Regions from separate parts of the Mus musculus genome. Here regions 1 and 3 are each linked to region 2. A link is a contact called in public HiChIP or PLAC-seq and Micro-C data. All regions are on one chromosome and are shown on one strand. The core of a region is the stretch at or near the end of the contact, and the rest is flanking DNA. Distances in the headings are between cores, read along the strand shown.

Region 1 (2,700 bases), core at 121-2,620, 250 kb after region 2:
TTTCCTAGAAGCGCCCCTTTCTGTGGGGTCCCAGGGTGCCTGACCCAGACCTCCAACATCCACAAACGAGGGTGGGGATCTGAGATGTGAAAGTGGAATCTGCAGAAGAGCCAGGGTAGAGAATGGATTGCGCAATCCAAGAATTAGAAGCACTGGGGAGGAAAGACACACCTTTTCCAAATGCACCGTTCTTTCCTTCCCCAGAGCCTCGTTCCTCAGAATTGCTCTCAGAAAAACCCGCAATCTGATTCTTTAAAATAAAAACCAAAAACTCCCTGAGAAGCCAAAGTCGTTCCGCGTGGTAGATTGCCATGTCTGATGTGGGGGGTCCAACTGCGGCGGGGAGACCCTTCTGACACGGCTGCTTTGTCAGCGTCTTCTCCCAGAGGCAGAGGCGATGGAGATGGGTCGCGTTACCTGCTTGCTTGCGCCTTCTACCCTGTGCAGAAATCCCAGGAGAGAGTAATCTGGACGCTAGAAGTACGCCGCTGTGCACCAAACCCCAACTCTCTGAAACCAAACGGCGCACCTTGCGGTGCAGAGAGATGAAGTGCTTACACTCCGGAGGCGGCAGGATATTGGGGTGCGCTTCAGCCGCTCTGTCCGCGTTCAGCAAAAGCAAGAAAACAGGGTCAGGGAAGAAAAACACAGGCATGGAAAAGACCTGTTTGTGTATGGATACTGTGACAACTAAGACAGACAGACAGACAGACAGACACACACACACACACACACACACACACACACACACACACACACACACATTTTGAATGCTCTGGGATCCCAAAGATGTGTGCAAAAGGAATTACCTCAAATTGAGAACTGCTTAAATTCCAAAAGCGATTCCTGTAGACTTTTATAAACCTGTGAAATCCCCCCCCCCGGAGTTTGCTTTTACAAGTACAAGAAATATTATTTGGCATTTCTTGTTGCCCCTCATCAGATATCTATTTTTTAATAGCAATAATAATAAAAAGCCTTCAGGGTTGTCCATTAAAATATATCTTTGGAAGTTAAATCTGCAAGGGGGGAAAAAGCAAACTTGATCAAACCCCTACAGAATAAGGAGATTAGAAAACGAATCCTTTTGCTTAGGCATTTGGTCGTTTATTCCCCGAGGCCAAGTGAAAGGTGTGAGTACTTTCCTGTTTTATTATTATTTTTAAAATTTATTCATTTAAATGTTCAGCCATGACAAGCTATTCCCTCGCTGCAGCGGACGAGGGTGAGAGTAGTGGAAAGGGTAGGTGGAGAAGGGTGGGGGGCGCAGAAAAACACCGTTGGCTTCGCGGGGGGCTGTCCCGCCGCGGTCTGCCCTGAAGGCCAGCAGGGGGCGCTCTGATGTTATCTGTGGACCAGCCCGCGGAGCCGCTCAGAGCTCGGTGACACAGGCTTGGCGGTTTCACGCAGCTGCAAGAGGAAGGGGAGGAGGATCGTACCTCCTAAACCCTCAACAACGATTCCACTCGGCTTATTTACCTTCGGCTGGAAATGTATCTACGTTTCACTTCAACTAGTTTAGTGCTGCAGCTCCGACCTCTTTTCATCTGTGTCTTTACAGAGCACATATAATCACACCCTCTTGAAATATATATTAATGCAACTTATTAGAAACGACGATGAATAGTCAACATTTTTTTCGCCTGTTAGTTCCGCTGATCCAAGCAGGATTTATTTGCAGGTCTCACATCCCGAAGTCATAATGCGCCCCCATCCCACCCCCCACCCCCCTTAAATAAAATTGGTCAAATGTTGACAACCTGTAAGACAACCTACCACTCAAGATTAGTGATGGGAAACTAATGAGAAAATATCAGATCGCCCGGCCCGAGGGCTGCCAATTAAATCTTCGCTGATTGAAAAATAAAAGCGGACTTGGGGTGTGAGCCCAGCTCAACTTGAACTATTAATTTAACATGTTGCCGGTCCGTGCCTTCCCTCACTCCACTAGCGCCTCCCCCCTCCCCCCACCCCATCCCTCAACCTAAAAGCCAAATGTTATTTCTCGAAATATTTCAAGAGGTCCAAATCAGAATGATCATTTCTTACACGGTAAATATTAGCCCTTTAAGCAATATGATTTAACTAATTAGAAAATTTACATCATTAAGTCTCAGGGAGAGAAAAAAGAGAAACAGATCTGCCAATCATTTTAAAGGAGACAGGCACTATTGAAGTGTGAAGAAATCGGCTCTAATTCAAAAAGGCAATCGGGCAGAAAAAGCCCTCAACATTACCCTGCTAGTTATTAATCAGAAAGGGCCCTCTCTTCTCCCTGCGCCCCTCCCCTCTGGGCACTGAGTTTAAGTTCTTTTTTCTTTTTCTTTCTTTCTTTTTTCTTTTCTTTTTTCTTTTTCTTTTTTTTTTCTTTTTTTTTTTTTTGCCAGTGGCCCATGTCATATTTATATTGAGGTTTTGTCTGCTAAGGATTAAAATTTGAAAATGTTTCAATATGAAGAAAACAAAATCCTCAAAAGGAAAAAAAATTCTTCGTGTACTGGTAAATTTGTTGTAATGCACAATTCTCACACTCCTCCTTATTTTTATTCTTTCTTCCCATTAAGTTCTATTTTGAAACCTGCTCGGTGAGAACTAGATAGTCTTTGTGTTCTGCTCCCCTCCCCCTCCTTGTACCTCCTCCTTCCTACAAAGCAGAAACCTAGACTGAAAGCAGAAAAGTACAAATACATTAACAAAGCC
Region 2 (2,700 bases), core at 43-2,542:
ACGGCAGCAGCATGAGGTCTCTGTCATTAGCAGTAATTTATGTAATGAAAGCCACCTGGCTGTTTTTTATAATTAATTGCTTGTAAATAATAAATTTAAATATAATTTATAGTTTTCTAAATTTGATTACTATACAGCCCCAACAGCAAACCTAAAAAATAATGGTGACTTCATAATTAAATAACATATTTTTAAAAGTAAATGTGTTTTGGAGAGTGATGGGAACCTCACCAATCCCCTTGTTAGCCTCTTCTCTAGTTGAGATGCTGATTTTGTAAGTCTCACTAATTTAACCTTTATATTGTCATTTCAGTTGATCTTTGAAATATATTCCTACATATAATTTAATACACAGAAGAAAATAGACTAATTAACATAAGTGAAGTTAACTCTACTGAAAAAAATGTGTTTAAGACTATGTCATAAAATTTTGAATGTATTTGAAGAAACTTTAAATGTGGGTGAGGCACCTATGGTGGTTTATTAAATACTGTAGTGATAGTAAGAGGCTTTGCCTGGGAGACTTATTAAATACTAAAGGTAACTATTCATTTAGGAAGGCTTTACAGTATATCTCTGCATTCATGGAGCCAGATGTACTAGCTGCCAGAGAGTTATTTTGATGCTGTGGCAAGTATTAGTGATTCACACGACTCAAAGAGAATGGGAAATTCTGAGCCCAGTCCTTGATGGTCTGTCATTAAAAGAGAAAGAAAGGAAAGACAGAAAGGGGTGGAAGAAAAAATAGAATTTATGCTTTATTTTTAAGACTGACAAATATGTTTACTGACACTTATATGAAATTTTCTCAAACTTTACACATTGGATTTTTAAAATTAATTTCTCTTTTCTCAGTGTATCTCCATTTAAAACTATATCCTTTAGATATTTACATTGTTATTTTGCCATATAGCAGTAAAGTTACTGCCATTGTCAATTTATGGAATGCATAGAATATATTAGGATTAATAGATTAGAAAATTATATAGCTCTGAGCTATAAACATAAATTAGAAAAATTCTCCATATGAGACTGTTAGTAAGTTGTACCATAATTTAGATAAATCAGTAATGCTGTTTCATTAGTTGAATCTCATTTTTTTTTTTTTTTTTTTTTTGATCTGCAATTCTCTATGTTCCTTGGAGAAAATCAGCTAGATCATGAAGAGCTTAGCTTTGTTAAATAGCAGCCTTGCACACTGGCTGCTTCTGAGATGGAAGAGTCAGTGAAGTTGGCCCTGTTTGCAGAGCTTCTGTCTGTGGTCAGGGTGACCACCATCAATCACCTCAACAGCTGACATCATACTTGTTCAGTGCCTGCTTTCCAAGGCCTTGAATAATCCCTTAAGAATTCAGAATGTTGTTGACTGCCCCCATTTTCATCACTGAAGAAAGAGGCTTTGCAACAGGTGCAGGGGCTGGGGGGAGGGAGGGTACTAATTGTAGGGTGTGCTTAATCTGACCAGAAGGGAGAGTGACTCCAAATTTGGTATCTTAGAGAGCAGAGTGACCTTTTAAAGTCCCAAGATGAGAATTGCCAACAATTGCAACAGGCTAATTATACCCACAAGGAGTTGTGAAGTGCTTTCAAGTTTTCATGTACACCTAGAAGTTCAGCCATTGGTTTGAAGTCATTAACATATGACAGATGCACTCCCCTTCCTGGGCTCCTGCGATAAGACTTGATTGTAGAAGTGGGAATTTGACCACAGCTTATCCCTTGCTTCATTAGCTTCTTTACAGACAAGCAGGGTGGGGTGTTTTGGTTTTTTTTTCTTTTCTTTCTTTCTTTCTTTCTTTCTTTCTTTCTTTCTTTCTTTCTTTCTTTCTTTTTTTTTTTTTTTGACTGTTATCTAACAATTCCCGAAGCCTCTTCACTTTCTGCAGACAAGAGGTCACAGCAGATAACCTCGATGCTGATTTTCCCAAAGCATGTCACACATGGACACTGTTAAATGTCTTTTGTATATAAATCCATAATATATTACACATATGTTTAATGTATCCCTAATTGTACCTTATGTGAGCTTGGATATTTCTTTTCCCATTTATATGATTTTTAGATATAGCAGCTTCAGTGTAATTTCTGGGTTGGATTTATTTATTTGTTGTCCTGGTGTGTGTGTTTCTGAGGATCCAGCCCCAGGCTCCCTATAAGCCAGGCAAGTGTCTGACCAATTTTTGGTTTAGATGATAACTGAATATGTGACTTCTATGTGCATAGATTTGACCACTCTTTAAAGTTGTTGAGAGCAGAGAAATGAAATTTGGGTCCTCTCCTCTTAGTCTCCGGGCTGACCTGTTGTTCCCGAATCAGGAATAAATGGTATAGGGGATAACATGTAGAAGGGTGGATATCAAGCAACAAGGGGCCTTATGACGTAACCCCAGAACTGCAGCTCTTAACTGAAATGGCTTTTCATTACCTGGTTGAAAAGCACCTAGAATAAGCCATTTTGGATTCTAGTGAAAAGGCCGCTGCTGGGTGAGACCAGTCTCTAGTAGTTTAATTTCCCTTCTTGGTATCTTTGTATTTTATTTCAAGTGGACTTTCTTAACACACACTGAAATATTTTTTCCAGTTCTTTCCTGTTGGGTTAAAACCTGTTTATAGGAGTCACGCTTCCCTTAAGCTCTGGGGTATGATGTAGATTTTGTCTTCCCAGAGGGCATACTCATGTTTAGTTGTGTTCCCATCAAT
Region 3 (2,700 bases), core at 17-2,516, 170 kb after region 2:
GGAATATGAGTGGAACATAACTCTAAAGAGTGTTCCCTCTGTCACAGAGACTTGCCACACACCTGTACCCTCAGACACACCAGACCCCTTTGCAGAGTGGAGACGGATGGACTCCAAACACGTCCATCTGATCCACCTGATGTTCATGGTGACTGTGCGACTCCTCTCTGTCAGTCTCTCCCCTTCCTTAAAAAAACATAAACAATTGGCAATCTTTTCTTTTACCTTCCAGTAAGGTGTGTGTCAACCTTTTTTACACATGAGAAAGTTCAGAGTTCTGAAGTTCACCTCTTAACAGAAGTATTCATTTTAAGTATAAGCCCTCATCACCCCATGCAAGGCTTAACACCACTCTGAAAAAAAAAAATGATGAATTATTGGTCTTTGGGGATTGCATTAACTCCTGAGAGTCACCAGGGAGGACGCTGCGTAGAGTCCTGATGAGGTAGTCTAAATAGTCCCCTGGCTGGCGATGCTAATTAACACCCAGCACCCAAGTGAACAGTTAGCTCACTGACTCTCCCTGGGACCTGCGCCTATTGTTTACTTTCTACACTGGAACCAAGATACCTGGTCTTTGCTCCTTTGAGCCTGTTTCAGACCTGGAGTTTCAATTAAATGAAATCTAAAGAACGATGTGTGTTTGTTCTCTTCCTGCTTCTTCCTGGTCATCTTCCCTTTGATTCACCTCAAATTTCCTTCCATGTGGCTATGCCTTCCTCTTCATTGTTTCTTTGTAGACCATGATCCCAGAAGCAAGATACATCTTCTCTAGACCCTTGGGAGGTCACAACTGACTAATCTCTTCAAGTAAAAGCAAAACTCATGCACTTCACCAGCCACAACACCAGAGTGCATGTCACCCGTGCCTATAGGATCGTCCTGTGTGCTTAACTTAAAAATATTTCATACAAGATTCATGCCTTAGGTAAATGTCTTGGCAAAAGGAGGCAACAAAGCTGGACACGGTAGCAAACGTCATCCCTACCCTCAAGAAGCAGGGACAGTCTGGTTTACATAGAAGTTTCTAGGCCAGCCAAAGCTACAGTATGAGCCTCTGTCTCAGGGGGGAAACACACACACACACAAAAGAAGCCAAGACCTGGAAGGTTTTATAGAGTCTTTCAGCTCATGTGATTGTGTTCAGCTGATCAGAGTTATGAATTAAAACAGTAAACTTTCTGTCTGGCTTAGTGAGTCACTCTGCTGGATTATTTTGAGAGCAGCTGGCCATTACCCATGACTGAGAGGAGACTGCTTCATAGAATAAGTATTTGATGACAAGGATGGGAGGAGACGCCCTCCCTGTGGGCACATTCTTGACTAGGGTTAAAGAACAAACCGAGAGGGAACTTACCAGGCAAACAATGGAAATGTGCCTGCAGTGTCACCAAAGCGCAAGTTGCCTATCTCAACCTGAGTCACTCGTAAGGAGGGGTCATGAGTGACATGGTTGGGCCTATCTAACATCTCACTGCCCTTCCTTTCTGGAGGAACCCAATCTCAAGCTATTTTATAAAGAAAATGCGTGGCTCTAAAGGTTAAATAAGGAAAGATGGGATTATGAATTAAATAATAACCAGAAGAGCCAGGGTTCCCCTCGAGTTTTGTGCTTTCCTGCTATTGTTTTGAATATGGGTGTGAGACAAAGAACTGCTCAGGTCAGGCACCATAAATTACAGTTTTCATACAATAGTGATCCACGAAAATGATTTCAAAGCTTGATCAAAGTCATTCCAAAAAGCCTTTTAAAAAACTTTTCTACAATACATGGGGGACAGGAAGTTTTCACGTGATGCCTTGACTCATTTCAGTGAGTGTAACAGAGTTCAAGCTGGGTGCCATGCCTACTTTATAAAAAACACAAATCATTGATTAGGTGAGTACAACTTGTGCTGGGTGCTTCCGGTGTGAGGACAAAGATGGCAGGGTTCAATCTAGTTACCTACAACCACTAAGCATTTAGAGTCACTTAGAAAGAAAAGATACATATAACAGGTTTTTTTTTTTCCCTTGAGCATAACTTGCCCACACTTATGTCCACAAGGTATTTGCTAAACCGGATTTACTCCCTACACTCAAGATGATATAACAGGGCTTAGTTTGGTATTTCAATAAGGCAACAGATGTGTTTCTTTTTCATTCCTTTTCCCTCTCGAACTTCTGAGCTGTCTCATGCCATAGAGGAGGATGAAGAGAACTAGGCTCTCGGGAGCAAAGTGGAGAGAGTCCGCAGCTCAACCATTCGTGCACTGAAGGTAGACCAGGGTAGCCATGTCAAGTGCAACTGACCACCCTACACTACGTGGTCAGACCATCTTCACTCTTAAAAGAAGGTCATTTTGAAATGCCACCATGAAATATAACCACATCAATAGCGTAATAACAGTAGAAGTTTAGTGTTTAATTGAGGGCCAAACATGAAAGCAGTGACCATTAACCTAAAATGGCTATGAATTCTCCTGGAAGCTGCTGCTGTTTAAAGAGATTTCTAGAATTACTTAAACTGATCCTTTTTCACATCCAAAGAAAATTCATTCATTCAAAGAAAATTCATTCATTCAGAAATAACCTAGTATGTCTGTGTAGACTTTCTGTTTTCTTTTTTTCTTTTTTTCTTTCTTTTTTTTTTTTTTTTGAAACTATTTTGGAAAGAATCAAAATCCAGGCAAAACTACCTCTTTATAGGAAACCAAAGTT

The links. Hi-C and Micro-C count contacts between places; a contact is called where the count stands out from the background. HiChIP or PLAC-seq counts read pairs in DNA pulled down with a chosen protein or histone mark.
Region 1: an HNF4G HiChIP or PLAC-seq map of pancreatic cancer cells shows a contact between it and region 2. The contact joins two enhancer-like sites. A contact is called at or near these places in 7 of 484 Hi-C or Micro-C datasets (the C2C12 cell line, cerebral cortex, embryonic stem cells and 3 more), 11 of 115 datasets of contacts at active chromatin or transcription factors (bone marrow-derived macrophages, craniofacial prominence, differentiating embryonic stem cells and 7 more) and 1 of 9 other capture datasets (embryonic stem cells).
Region 3: a contact with region 2 is called in a Micro-C map of muscle stem cells, with 4 times the contacts expected there. The contact joins two enhancer-like sites. A contact is called at or near these places in 5 of 484 Hi-C or Micro-C datasets (the C2C12 cell line, muscle stem cells, myocytes and 1 more).

Annotation. Positions count from the first base shown.
Region 1 is chr2:115,854,636-115,857,335 of GRCm38.p6, forward strand. No RefSeq gene overlaps it. Among named protein-coding and RNA genes, the nearest start is that of Gm31590, 49 kb to the left of the region's middle. Within about 2 kb of position 1,371, at least 48 of the 459 cell types and tissues checked have an H3K27ac peak or open chromatin away from gene starts, as enhancers often do. A contact at or near this core is called in pancreatic cancer cells, where this site is marked.
Region 2 is chr2:115,604,614-115,607,313 of GRCm38.p6, forward strand. All of the region lies in intron 1 of BC052040 (cDNA sequence BC052040), which reads left to right. Among named protein-coding and RNA genes, the nearest start is that of BC052040, 24 kb to the left of the region's middle. Within about 2 kb of position 1,293, at least 20 of the 459 cell types and tissues checked have an H3K27ac peak or open chromatin away from gene starts, as enhancers often do. A contact at or near this core is called in muscle stem cells, myocytes and pancreatic cancer cells, where this site is marked.
Region 3 is chr2:115,779,460-115,782,159 of GRCm38.p6, forward strand. No RefSeq gene overlaps it. Among named protein-coding and RNA genes, the nearest start is that of Gm52524, 3.9 kb to the left of the region's middle. Within about 2 kb of position 1,267, at least 73 of the 459 cell types and tissues checked have an H3K27ac peak or open chromatin away from gene starts, as enhancers often do. A contact at or near this core is called in muscle stem cells and myocytes, where this site is marked.